2 separate regions of the Danio rerio genome follow, and region 1 is linked to region 2. A link is a contact called in public Micro-C data. All regions are on one chromosome and are shown on one strand. Each heading gives the region's core, a stretch centred on a gene start, on an enhancer-like site or on the middle of the called end of the contact. The rest is flanking DNA. Distances are from core to core; before and after follow the strand shown. Region 1 overlaps nemp2 (nuclear envelope integral membrane protein 2). Region 2 overlaps glsb (glutaminase b).

Region 1 (7,338 bases), core at 3,451-5,950, 210 kb after region 2:
TAAGCTGAACATATCAGAGTTTTAAGGATGTTGTGGCTTGTGTCACAATGCAAAGTTTCCTTTACTCTGATTAATACATATTATGGCAAGACATTGCAAGTGAGAATAGAAATGAAATAAAACAACAACAACAACTAGCATTTATCACCATGCTTTCACAGTTTATTACATTAAAAATTAAAAAAATGTTTTGTATTAGAATTTGATATTCAAATATGCAGCTGAGGCATTATTCAATGATTACAACCTAATTTTTTATATATTTCTAGCACACAAATTTCTAAATCGGGTGAAAATAGGATGAAGCCAGAATAAAAATAAATTTTTATCACATCATAATTCATTCATTCATAAGTTCATTTTATTTTGGCTAAGTCCCTTTATTAATCAGTGGTCGCCACAGCTGAATGAACTCATTTTGCATATGTTTTACGCAGCGAATGCCCTTTCAGCCTTAACTCATGACTGGGAAACACCCATACACACTCTTGCATTCACTCACATACACTACGGTCAATTTAGCTACCCAATTCATCTCTACTGCTTGTCTTTGGACTGTGAGGGAAATCGAAGCACCCGGAAGAAACCCATGCGAACACGGGGAGAACATGCAAACTCCACACAGAAATGCCAACTAACCCAGCCAAGGCTCGAACCAGCAACCTTTTTGCTGTGATTGTGCTACCCACTGTGATGCCTCTCCATAATTCATTGTATTTATATATATTTTTTCAAAATCTTGCATTTTAAAAAAGTATTTTTTAACGTGAGTTTTAAAATCTTAGAGTTTTATCTTATTTTAAATATAATTCATTGTTGTTTTTGTTGACTTTTTATTGTGAAAAACCTATTTAGGATCGAAAAAATGCTGTTTATAAAATGTTTGTAAATTTGATCAGTTTTTGCCATGAAATAGCCATTGAAGCTGATATGGCAATAAACTAAAAATTTATAGCTCAGAAAATAATGCAAACAGCCATTTTAAAAAAATCAATTAAAAAAAATAAAATGTGTATAATCTTGCAAATTATGAATGAACCAATTGCTCTGTAAAACAGAATGTAGACTCAGAATAAAGATAATGAATCATGCTGTAAAGTTTATGTTAAAGTGTATGCAAGTTCTCCTCGGTAGGATTGCACCAGCTTTTAGTAAGTTCTTTCTAATACTGGAACGTAAAGTCCATACTAGGGGCTTAGTAACTACTAGCTAGATTGTAACTAAATGTGTTCTTACTTTGGTTGCACCGCATGTTCTTAGGGAAAACTGTAGTTAGTAGGTTGTAAGCTCTCCATGAAGTTATGCATAGTCTCATTGAATGACGTAATATCCAATAAGAAGCATTTAAATTGTTTAACTGCTTTAAAATTCTGCACTAATGCATTTATATAGAACTGTCCGATGAAAATGAAATGACAAATGACATTTTTATAGCACATTAAATTACAGTCAGTCACTGATAACAGACGACTCACACACCTGCATTGCGAACTGAAAGAGAAACACGTGAAAGAGAAAAGAGCAGAGAGAAGAACTCAGTCATCAGGAAATTGTCATTTTAATCGGTGGACACAATTAACACAAAACACGCCTTGAAAAAATTAAACTCTTTTTTCACAAACTGAAACAAATGCGAGATTTGGGAGGAAAATGAGGCTGTGAGTAGAGGGAGATCATTCTTCATTATCATCGAGAGCTCCTTAATGTAAATTAAACTCGCAGTCATCTCTTTATACCGTTATACATGGAGGGATGCTGCCATAACTATTTAGTTGGAACCTAGCGCCAAGTTTAAACTAAGTTCAGTGGTGCAACACAAAAATATTTAGTAGTGTGTAAGTTGTGATTTAGTGTCCCTTTGAGTCACAACTAGGCTACGCTTTATCATGCGCACTGCTGTTTTAACCGTCTCCAGGTGTTTGGTGGTCCTTCAGGAACGTGGTTGAGAAACACTGGTATAAAGGATGTTGTGGATTTTGTCACAATGCAAAGTTTCCTTTATTAAGTTTGATACACATTATGGCAAGACATTGCAAGTGAGAATAGAAATAAAATTAAAAATTAACTAGTATTCATCACTATACTTCAGCAGTTTATTTATTAGATTAAGAATGCCAAAAATGTTTGCCATTACAAGTTTAAGTATTAGAATAGTGTGCTGAAATATGTAGATGAGGCATAATTTAATGAAATATGAGTCTATTTTGCACACATTTCTGACACAAAATCAGAAAATAGGATAAAATATGATAAAGCCACATAATTCAGAAAACATTGCAAACAACCATTAAAAATGTGGAAGGATTTTTTTGCATTTTATGTTTGAACAAATACTTCTCTAAAAACCTTTAGGATACAGATAAGTATAAAATTGTTAAGTTTGGTGTAAGTCTGAATTAGAGATGTATGACTGAGTGCAAGATAGGAAAAAATCATTTTGAGAAAACAGCCTTTAAATATATATATATATATATATATATATATATATATATATATATATATATATATATATATATATATATATATATATATATAGCAATTGGAATCTACAGACACAAATTGATAACGTTGTACTTGAAAATGATTTTTACATCATACCAAAACTCAATCAAATTTTCTTTTCGGTTTCCCTATTATGTAACAGATGTAAGAGCTCAGGGCGAACATATGCTCATACTTTTTGGTTTTGCACTGAGATCTCAAATAATATTTTTCAGTTTTATTCAAATGTTTTAGGAGAAAACATTAGTCCAGATATTGAATTAGCCTTGTTTGGATGCTCTGACCCTGTGTTAGCGCGGTCATATAATCAGCAAATGTCTATTGTGTTTGGTATGGTAGTGGCTACAAAGGTGATCTTGATGGAATGGAAGTCTATTTTACCACCTCCTTTTCATAAATGGCTGACTGAAATGGATGCTGCTCTTAAGCTTGAAAGTATTTGTTTTGCTAGGGCGGATTCTCCTAAAAAGTTATAAAAATCTGGGTCCTAGTCCTTGCTTATCTTTTAAAGAGTTGAAAGTAGGGCACTTATGATTCATGGACAATTTTACTCTTACTTTTTCACTCCATTCTCAATGTTTTGAGTTTGACCAAGTAAAACTTCATGGTGTATATTATTTACTCTACATGGTGCATGTTTTTATTATTATTATATATATATATTTTAAATTAATTTACTTATTTAATTTTTTTTTGTATTTTCTTTCTTATTTGTTATCATTTGTATAAAAATATTATAGACCGTATAAATGTTTTTTGTTCTGTTTTGTGCTGATAAAAACTGTTAAACATGAAATAATGGAGGCCAGCTAGCCAAGTGCTATGCAGGTAAACCTCATTCCTCTGATCTCTAAAGGTGCTGTAGCGACAGACGCTAGAAACCATAGTCTTTAGTCTACTTGTTAGAGTTACCAACTCCCATGCAAAGAATCGTCAGTTCGATCCCAACTCAGACCGGATTGGGTGACACGTGGGAGCTGGTCCAGAATGGGAGTGAGGTTTAGGAGGTTGAGTGTAACAGAGGCCAGCTAGCGAAGTTGGGTGCAGTAGGACCGGTGGGTACATGTATATAAAAAAAGAAATATATTTACAAAAAAAGAGAGAAGAGTGCATTTGGGATGTTTTCTTGATATTAGATAGAAAAAAAACACTATGAAAAAACTAAATAATAAAAAGTGTTTTTGCCTGCAGTGTCTTGTCTTGAAAATAATAATATAAAAAGTGATTCTGCAATTTTAAGTAGATTGTAAATGAAGGGGAAAAATTCTTTATAGCCTTTATGTCTAACATTTTAGTAGTCATTCCTCACCCGTTGTTTCCCGCCTCTTCCAGGTTTGCAGAGTTTCTCCGTCAAGGCAGTCACATCACTCAAGAGGAGCATCAGAACCATGAGAATCATTACGGCCTTGGCGGTGCCTATTATGAGAATGTGATCTTCAACAACAGCAGCTCCAGCGACACTCAGTCACACAGAGAAGAAGCAGAGGACAATAGTGAAGACGAGATAGTTGGAAACAGTCCTCCAGTCCTAAATAACCTCCCCAGTCCAACTATATACCCTCCAACCATCTGTCCATATCCTCCTGTCACCTACACCCCTCAGCCAGAACCCCTGGATCCAGAAGACCAGGACTTCTTTTGAAACTCAGCCAGGATAAGTCATTTTATGCTTATTTTAAAGAGACACTTTAAATTGCACAATATTATAAGGAAGAAATGACTCTAAGGAACATTAGCAGGTCTATAAGGATTGTAAAAATCTCTTGTTTGTGTGTTTTAATGATCTCTTTCTGCCAGCGTGGGCTGTTATTATATATATTTTTAAGTTCTTATACCCGAGTGATGCAGAGCTGGGAGTAAAGTAACAGCGTATTGTACATATTGTATGCTAATAGTGTGTGAGCAGATGGTGACTCTCAGGTATACAAGCTCATCATTTCAGTCAATAATCTTTTTCCTCAACTGTTCCAGAGCAGTGTTTTCCAACCCTATTCCTGGAGGCACACCAACAACATATGTTTTGGATGTCTTCCTTATCTGACCCATTAACTTCTGGTTTTGAAGTTGATTCAGGTGTGTTTGATTAGGGAAAGGTTGAAAATGTGTACTGTTGGTGTGCCTTCTGAAACAGGCTTGGGAAACACTGTACTAGAGAATGACTGGACATGTAGAATCATGTGGTGTAATTTAAGTAAATCATGCCCTCTAGTGTTGGCTCAGCTAAAAAAAATCTAAATCTGTGTGGCGTTCTGTCTTAAGTGGAGCACAGAAGTAGACGTTCAGTAAAATCTCCAAGCTGCTCGATATTTTAGAACTATACTATGTGGCTTATGAGCATTTGTGCGTACTATTTTAATTCTTCTCATGACATTTGATAGAAAACAAGGTCCCTATTCAGCAGAACGCATCATTGCCTTGATATAATATGGATCTGTTACTCACAAAGAAACTTTTTAGGGGCTCTTTAAACAAATCACGGTGTGTTTGACTTGCACTGGCTGGTGTCTTGAACGTGGCATTGTTCTAAAAGGGCTAAAGTTAGAATAACGAGTTTTTAAAAACATGTCTGGAGGTGTTTTTTGTCTATTTGACAGCTTACGTCGTATGTTTGTTCAACGCATTATTGATTGTGGGGCCTTTCACACTTTCTTTACACCATCTTTATGCTGATGTTTGGCCATTGTGCTCTTTTTCTGGCACATTTTGCACTGCTGTTTGACATGGTGTTTTGTAAGCAGTGTTTAAAGGGATAGTTCACCCAAAAATGAAAATTCTTTGGTCCCCCAACAGTTTTGATGTTTTAATGACCTTCCTGGTCTCTGCATTAAAAAATATATATATACAAAATAAATATATACAAAAAAATTAAGAAAAATAACACATTGTTTTTACAATAAAATAGCTCCTGCTAGCAAAAGAATTTAGTATGAGTCCTTATACCAGACCTATCTTCCATCTTCTGATTTATGTGTTTTTTTCTGCTTTTTTCCCCTCTGTCCAGGCAACCCCTTACTGCCTCTATAATACTACTGTATATTAAGGTCTGGACTCTGTGCAGGCCATTTCATGACTGTTTTAGCTGTTTTTGTCGATAAATATATCATCAATATCTATAATCCTTCACATTTCCAGATCTGTTTGGGTTTTTTTCTTCTGTTGAACACAGAGGAGGATATACTGAAAGATGTTGCTATAAAAACAGCCATTGACTTCCGTAGTATTTTAGTTTTATTGGTTTTACTATGCATGTCAAAGGCTGCTTTTTTACAGCTTTCTTCGGATTATCTTGTTTTGTGTTCAATAGAAGAAAGACAAGCATAAAAGATACATAAAACTACTTGAGAGTATATTTGAATTTGGGGTGAACAATCTCTTTTAATAATACTTTTGACTATTATTGTACTTGCTTTGACCTAGTCTTTTTAAGTGCAAAAAAGATGTCTTGTGTGTCTGTGTGTGTGTGACTTAAAAAACTTGATTATAGCGTGTAATTTGGGCTATGAGTAACTTTGGAAGTCCCAAATATGTTTTTAATAACATTTCACAAAGCCACTGAAGGAATTATTCTCACTTTTTCTGTGTCCTACCAACAACTGTTGTGCTCACTTGCAAATAGTTTGTTTCCAAGAGAAGCTTTGGATTACTATGGACGTTTTTGGGGCCAAAAGTTTTTAAAATAAAGTTGTGAACTGGATCATGCTGTTTGACATTGTGTTTATAGTATACTGTTATGTTGACCTACATAAATAAACACATCTTGTTTTCATATATATGTGTCCCAATGTAAAATTTCATTGTTTTGATATGTTTGTTGACGCATTGGTACTTTAAATTATAAATGTGTTTCGTTTAAAGACTTTTTCCGACTTTCTACCTCCCTTTAAAACATTTTTATGCAAAGAAATGCCAAGATAAAAATTTTAGCTAAAGTGCAAAAGCTTTGAAATACATATTTTTGCCCCGTCTCATGTTTTTTTTTTTTTTTCATCAAATTCTATTGTTGGGTGAACCATCCCTTTAAAATGCATCAACTCATAGGGTTCACGCATCCATGTCCTGGCTTTTCTTTTCAAATTTAACTTTTGTAAGACGACAATTCTTTTCTGAACATTTCATTAAATTATTCAGCCTTTTATATTACAACATTATATTATTTAAGAAAAATCCCTCAACTCTCAACCCAAATATTGTATTATCTTCATATAAAAACGTGTATTTTTTTATATTATTACAGTAAGATCACATACTCAAAACTAAGTAGATATAGTGCAAATCATCAACATGATAGCTTACTTGCACTGTTAACATTACCTTGATTAAGCTTTAACTTAAGACTTAGCCTGAGAGTTCACCTGCCCCGGACCAGGCTAGTTTCCCAGCATAAGTTGCTAAAGTAACTGAGTTTGAACTATCGTAAATTTGATTTATGGAACTAAATTCACCATTAATACATCTGATTAACCAAAATAAGCCTGGCTTTTTCCTCTAAGCTTGGTTTATGGAAAAGGCCCCTGGTGAAGTATGCTGCCTGTATATACGTTTTGTTTAGATGTATGCTTGTTTGGATGTGTTGTACTCTGTACATCGAAAATGAGAAGGGGTCAAGGAGATATCCCATTTAATAATCGTAATAATTCTAAATATTTCTTTTCATGTGATGAGCGAGATTATTATATTATAAATTAATGAAATTATACTAAAATGACAACTCTAATGATGGCCAAAGACTTTTGTACAGTACTGTGTTTATGTTATCTATATATCTATATCTCTATATATAACATTTCTATTTATCTATCTATCTATCTATCTATCTATCTATCTATCTATCTATCT
Region 2 (7,237 bases), core at 943-3,442:
ATGTTCTTCTCATATAGTAGTATTTGTGTAGTTTCTCAAATGGTCATTTTGGGAGCCCTGCATGTAAATACTGCATGAAAGAAAAGTGCATACATTGATAAACACATATAAATCTAATAGGCTGTACCACTAACAGAAATAACACAATGTCTTTGGCAGTGGTTATAATGTTTAAATAATGTGGCATAAGAAAATAAAAACGTCATATGTAAAAAAAAGTGCATGCAAACTTACATTTAGTTGTATAATTAAAATCAATAAATACCACTTTTAAACAGGACATGTTCTTGCATTCTTTCTGCTGTATTTTTAACACGGTTCTGTAGAATACTTGACTCTAATTGTTTGATTGTGCCATTTAGTCTTCTAACAATGCTCATAGCAACACATAACAGATAATTGGTTAATGGAAATGCAGTGGTCTCTTTTCTCTTAGTCAAAGATTTTTTTTGAAATTATAATATATGTAGAAATCGAATACTTTCTTTCATGATTTTGGATGTAAACAAGATATAATGTCACTGTTGCTGCTCAGTATTACAAAAATAAACACATATATTAATTGTTTTTCGGAAAATAGAAATGATAATATGTGACCCTGGACAACAAAACCAGTCATAAGTGTGAGATAAGACTTATGCATGAATCTATAAGCTTTTCATTGGTGTATGGTTTGTTAGGATAGGACAATATTTGATTGAGATTCGACTATTTGAAAATCTGAGGGTTCGAAAATTTTTGATATTGAGAAAATCACCTTAAAAGCTGTTTAAATGAAGTGCTTAGCAATGCATTTTACCAATCATTCATATATATATATATATATATATATATATATATATATATATATATATATATATATGTATATATACAGTTGAAGTCAGAATTATTAGCCCCCCTGAATTATCAGACCACTTGTTTTTTTTGTTCCCCAATTTCTGTTCACAGAAAGATTTTTTTTTTTCAACACATTGCTAAACATAATAGTTTTAATAACTCATCTCTAATAACTGATTTATTTTATCTTTGCCATGATGACAGGAAATAATATTTGACTAGATATTTTTCAAGACACTTCTATACAGCTTAAAGTGACATTTAAAGGCTTAACTAGGTTAATTAGGTTAACTAGGCAGGTTAGGGTAATTAGGCAAGTTATTGTATAACGATGGTTTGTTATGTAGACTATCGAAAAAAATAGCTGATAATTTTGTCCCTAAAATGGTGTTTAAAAAATTAAAACTGCTTTTATTCTAGTCAAATTAAAACAAATAAGACAAATAAAGACAAATACATACATATTTCTCAGTAGAACATTTACAAAATATCTTCATGGAACACGGTCTTTACTTAATTATCCTAAAATAAATTACATAAAAGATGAAAAAAAAAATTAATAATAATTTTGAGCCAAACAATGTGTATTTACCTTTTCCAAAAAATGTTGTAACTAAAGACTGGGTTTTGTGATCCAGGGTCACATATTTATCCAAAGATTTCAGAAAACTGATACATATATATACAGCTATGGAGGGGAAAACACTTTAAAATTCTTTTTTTTTCTGGATTTACAATTTATAGTTATTAATTTTAAAGTTATGTGTAAGTGTATTTTAAATTTTCTTTAAACTACTAATGACATTATTTCCAAATGTAAAATAAAAGTGTTGTCACTAAGAGCATTTTTGACTATTTTTTCAGATTTGTTTATATCAATTTTCAACAACACAATGCCCTTTTTTCCCTTTAGAAGAGTTAAGAAATTCATATTTGGTGAAATCACAGCTAACAAAAACCTCTCAGATATAGTAACAGAGAGACAGATACAAAGATGTGGAAGAAATGTTATCAAGCCTTTATAGAATAAAACCTGTATTAACACATTACTCAAACCCATGCCAAATAAATCTAAACAAACGGACCAATTTTCAAGTGGTTACATAATTTTCCCCCATAGCTGTATATATACATATGTGTGTGTGTGTGTATGTTGTCATTGTTGGGGAAAGCATCGCATCATGTTCCTCCCTATTTAAACATTTAATAATAATAAATTAGTGATGATGGTCACCCTTTATCCTGGGTTTTACAAAAAATTTCTCAAATGAAAAGTATTTCATGGAGCTTGTCTGGTGTCATTCTACACTCCATAAACCAGTTTACTGTTCGCCCTCAGGAAAACACAGGTACAGTATTATGAACACGTCATTCACTCCCACAGCTAAATCAACTGTTTGAAATACATTTACAGCATAAACAACATCTTTACTCGCACACTTACTTTGCAGATGAGGAAAAAGCTCACAAAAGCCTATAAAACTACCGGAAACCACGTCAAATAAAAAAAGTACACTGATGTTGTAAAGGTCTGCTGGGGAACAGAAGAGCGTCCTCTGCGGGTGGAAATGGTTACGTCTCCAGCATCCCGTCCAGGTTTTTCTCAGTGGTCTCTTTATCTGCCACAGGATTGATGGTAGGGTTGTACTTACTGTTGAACTCCTGCAGGAGCGCCTGCACCTCCTGATGACCAAAATGTTTCGCCTCATCCATTGGTGTGTTGCCCCACCTGGAGGACAGAAATGCTCTTTTATTTATTCATAAGTTTATTTTCCTTTGGCTTAGTCTCCTATTTTAAATGCCATTTTATTTCTACAATTCCTCCAGACATTTGATTCATTTAAAAATGCTAATAAAAATAAAATATTCAATTATTTTAATACATAGTAAATATAAAAATGATGAAATGTATTACTATTGTAATAGTACTGCACTATATAATACAAATAATTAAAATTTAAATATTCCTTTAACCTTACAATGGTACATTACAAAAGAAATATTTACAATTTTAGAGATTAATGTTATGAGAAGTTTAAAATATATTCATTACTCAAAAATACCCCCTATATTATTAGCCTTTACTAGTATTTACTACTATTGTGGAGCTGCGCATCAATGGATTTGCTCTTCAGTGTTTGAACTTTTAACATTGAAAATTAAACTTAAACTCTGAAAACTGGACGGACACAGTTTAAATTTACTACAACTTTTATGTTAAGCTGCTTTGATCTAATAATCTAGATTGTAAAAGCTGAATTGTATTATAATGTATCATTTTTAATATAAAAATATATAAAACAATGTCACAATTACTAAGGAGTAACACAGATGAAAATACATGACTATTTTGACACAACTCTTACGCAAAATAAATATTTAAAATAATTATTTGATTATTTTACACACATCTTTTTAGCACAGAAATTTAAATTACTATTTTTATAGAACTGAACTATAAAATACAAATAACTAAATTATATATTTATTTGACCTTAAACATTACAATACAATCATTAAAAATAATTACAACTCTTTTGATAGTTTTAGACATTTATGTTAAGAGAATTTAAAAATATATGTATTACATTTAGATGTCACAATTATTAAACAGTAAAACGAATGGAAATAAATAACTAATTGACCCTTCGCTAAGCCACACCCAAAAACCGCCACCCACCAATGGCTTAGCAACCGTAGCTACGCACAGGGGCTCTGTCAAGCTTTTGAGCGAGGAAAAAAAGCCAAAGCGTTGGGCATATGAATTGTACAAGTCTGACACCCGGTATCCTAAAAGTTTGGACAGGGTGGTGGAATTTTTTCCCTTTTTAAAACCTAAAACCCAAGGGGAGAAATGCCAGCGTGGATCAAGCTCTGTGAGAGGTGCTAAAGAAGTGGAATTAAGTTTTGTTTTCGATATCCCTGACACATTCAGTGATAGACCGACGACTCGCACACCTCTTACCCTAAAAAGATCTAAACTGTGTTTCCTACAAAAATACAAAGCAGGTTATGTTTCACAACTGTCTTTTTCTTCGTTTTTTTCGCTTGATATTATGAGCAATGCTCCGTTTAAGCCTTCATCATAGTAGTCATATTAATAGCAGTCATATTTCCATCTGCTTCAAGCTACAAATATTTGGATTCCAAGTCAACAGAACAAAACTGAGATTTGATGACAATCTGAGCACTTGCGATCAATAAAATTCACCCGCAGCTGTTTTTCAGTCATTTATAAGCCTCATGTCCATGTCAGAGCGACAATTCACTGATGTTTTTGTCTATCTTTTAGAGATTTAGTCATTGGTGATGACATTATAGCAGGTTAAGCCTGGTTTATACTTCTGCGTCAAGTGACCGGCATAACCAACAGCGCATGCAAAGCGCGTAGCTGTGCATTTACACTTCTGCGCGCTGTCTCTGTTGCTTTGCATTAACACTTCTGAAACGCTAGTTGGCAGTGAGCTGTTAAATGTTCCTCTGTGTCGAGTTTCTTTGCTGGTGTTTAGTTTTTCCTGAACACTTCCTGAATGTACAAGTGGCTCAAACTCGCTCATTTTGAGGCAGGAACCGGCGGACGTGCAACAACTTTAACCATGAGGTAAACACAAAACAAAACTTGACATCCGGAGCTCCTTCACGGCACTCCACACTTATAAACAGTCACTCCATCGAACTTGCGCCACTAGCGTGGCTCTTGGTCCTGCCCAGACTCGTCAGCGCAACCAAGCCGACCAATCACAGAGCTTGTGCTACATGGTCTTTAGTGTCTGCTTTTATATTTGGTGTCTGATTAATATTTGCTGGTAGAGAAAATCTACTTGTTAACTTCTGCTATTTATACTTTGATTTGCGTTTTAATTTATTTATTTCCTCCACTTAACTGCAAATTAGAATAGAAACTGGATAAAAAGCACACAAACATACTGACAGTTATAGTTACTGTACATTGTTATGGATTAATGATGCTAAAATTTATCACAAATCCATCAATTTTTCTGTCTGTTCTTTCTATGAATGAAGTATGTCGAAGACCTGTCCATGTGTGTTTCCTCATCGGTTAGTAACGGTATATTTCCTTGCACAACAATTATCTATTAGACTATCGGTGTAACTTGTTATTGTTCGAATATTTTAAAAGTCACCTCTCCTGCTCTGCATGAACTGAGCTGATGAATGGTCAGCGTATGAGTCGGCTAGGCTCACCTAGCTTCAATTTAGATGAAATTATTTTCTAATCTGCGTATTATGTTGTGAGTATACCCCTGTTATGCATACTGCAGTACTTTTTTGTCTGGCTTCTCAGATATCTTACCTGTTTGCCAAAAATGACTAATTATATCCCTGACAATGTCTGACACCGGCGCATACACATTATAATAGACATGCCAGGCACAAAAGCTTGACAGGCGTAACAACAGTACCTAAGGAGGGCGGGGCTTAGCGAAGGGTAAATTCTATTGCAAAATAAATATTTAAAATAAATATAATTATTGTACACTTACAACTTTTAACAATGTTAAAGATTTATGCTATGGGAAGTATAAAACATGAACAATTGTATTATGCAAATTTTAATTATAAGATATTTTCAGATATAGATGTACAAATAAATGTGCATTCAATATAAAAATGCGTTTAAAGAATAAAATAAAAGCATCTTCCACACACAAAGGGGATTGTTTCACCTGAATAATACTTTCATCTTCAAGTAACTTACGGTACTTTCTAAATAAAAATAGTGAACTCAATATCTGAAATTGAAAATGTGTGTTTGTTTACCTGTCTTTGGGTGCAGGATTGACCTTGCAGGCCTCGAGCAGAAAACGCACAACCTCGATGTGTCCTGAAATCAAATCAAATCAAATCAAATCAATTAGTCATTTTGTTGTCTGTTTTTGACATTTTGCTAGTTATTAAATATTCTTAAATATCAGCTCAGTTATCAGAACACTGTAAACATAGTATTGTTATACTATTATACTGTTATACTAACAATAGTATTGTCATACTATTGTTTTACTACATATAACAGTAAAACAGTAAAAAAAAAAAAAAAAATACACATTTGACCTCTTCCAGACATGGAAAACCACCAACAATCAAGAATGCACGATTATATGGTTTCAGATTTGATGGTGAATGAAATCAAAAACAATCTCACAGCAATTCGTAACTTTTTGATTTAGTGGCTAATTCGTATGAATTCGTACAATCTAATTTGTACAATTTAGTATGATTTGCTCATCACCCAATGACGTTTGTGGTGGCGCCTCCTTTTTAAAAACGTACATTTTCGTACGACTGAACTCCACTAAACTGACAAAACGTAAAATACTTACGTTTCCTCGTGAAAAATGGCTGGCAAAAACATCCACAACATAATGAAAGAGTAGTAAATCTGAACGGTACACAAGGGCTATACACAAATAGCTAATAACCCTGCTGCTAATTGCTAACATGCAGGATTAGTACCGCCTCTGACCACTAAGTGGCGCTGTTAGGTGTCAAAATATAAACGCAAACCAACTTCTGTTTGTCTCCTTTTGATTACAATTAAAAACAGACGTTAATGGATTTTCGGTCCATAATAAGTGTGGAAGTGAGCGTGTAAGTGAGTGTTTGTACCCTCAGCGGCTGCGACGTGCAGAGCTGTCCTGGAGTCATAATCACGCTGCTCCATATCCACCGAGGACAGAGCAAACCTGCACACACAAACACACACTGTTTATAAAGATGTAGAAGTGGAAGAAGTAGAGTTGACGACGGTGATATGCTATTGAGGTAAAGTTTGTTTTATATTCACATTTATACCAAAGTTCTGTCTGTTTTTTGAATCTGATTGGCTAATAGTTGTGCGATATTCTGCAAATGACAGCACTTGTACAGCCTCTTCACCCTTTATCCTTTTGTATTACTCCACCCACATACAGCAACAAGCAGAGGACACTCTACAGTTTGACAAATATTGCAGCACTCTACAGTTTGACAACATAATGTACTTTTGAGGCTTTTTTAGTTGAGAATTTAGTTATTTAGATTGCAACTATGCAATTTATTTATAAGGAAAGTGTCTATTTTTAAATATTAATAATTTCTGAGCATCGCTATCAGTGCATCAACTGCCATCAGCCTGTCTTAGCAGACCAAAGGAAGTGACAGTTGATGTTCCGCCACAAGATGGCGACAGTGACCTCATAATAAGTGCTTAGGGGAGAAAAACAGCATTTTGTTTGATTTGTTTGTTATATGTTATGATAGTTTTTGGCTGATAATATGATTTCCCTATTGATAATATGCAAATAATACTTTTCTGAAAATAATAATAAGTAGAAAGTCCGAATGTGCGAATTTAGCTCAATTGAAGTGTTCATACCTCCTCAGAGCAGAAACATCGCCG

What was found. A called contact is a pair of places that touch in the nucleus more often than the background predicts.
Region 1: a contact with region 2 is called in a Micro-C map of caudal fin, with 6 times the contacts expected there. The contact joins two enhancer-like sites. A contact is called at or near these places in 3 of 18 Hi-C or Micro-C datasets (caudal fin, skeletal muscle and an unstated tissue).

Annotation. Positions count from the first base shown.
Region 1 is chr9:43,204,796-43,212,133 of GRCz12tu, forward strand. It overlaps nemp2 (nuclear envelope integral membrane protein 2), which reads left to right. Exons shown (of 9, transcript NM_001423789.1): 9 at 3,835-6,193. The coding sequence ends at 4,144. Among named protein-coding and RNA genes, the nearest start is that of nemp2, 19 kb to the left of the region's middle. Within about 2 kb of position 4,701, at least 1 of the 62 cell types and tissues checked has an H3K27ac peak or open chromatin away from gene starts, as enhancers often do. A contact at or near this core is called in caudal fin, where this site is marked.
Region 2 is chr9:43,000,084-43,007,320 of GRCz12tu, forward strand. It overlaps glsb (glutaminase b), which reads right to left. Exons shown (of 18, transcript XM_688079.11): 15 at 7,214-7,237; 16 at 6,466-6,542; 17 at 5,620-5,683; 18 at 1,173-2,566. The coding sequence ends at 2,410. It overlaps LOC137496497 (signal transducer and activator of transcription 1), which reads left to right. Exons shown (of 5, transcript XM_068223671.2): 5 at 1-279. Among named protein-coding and RNA genes, the nearest start is that of stat1b, 55 kb to the left of the region's middle. Within about 2 kb of position 2,193, at least 2 of the 62 cell types and tissues checked have an H3K27ac peak or open chromatin away from gene starts, as enhancers often do. A contact at or near this core is called in caudal fin, where this site is marked.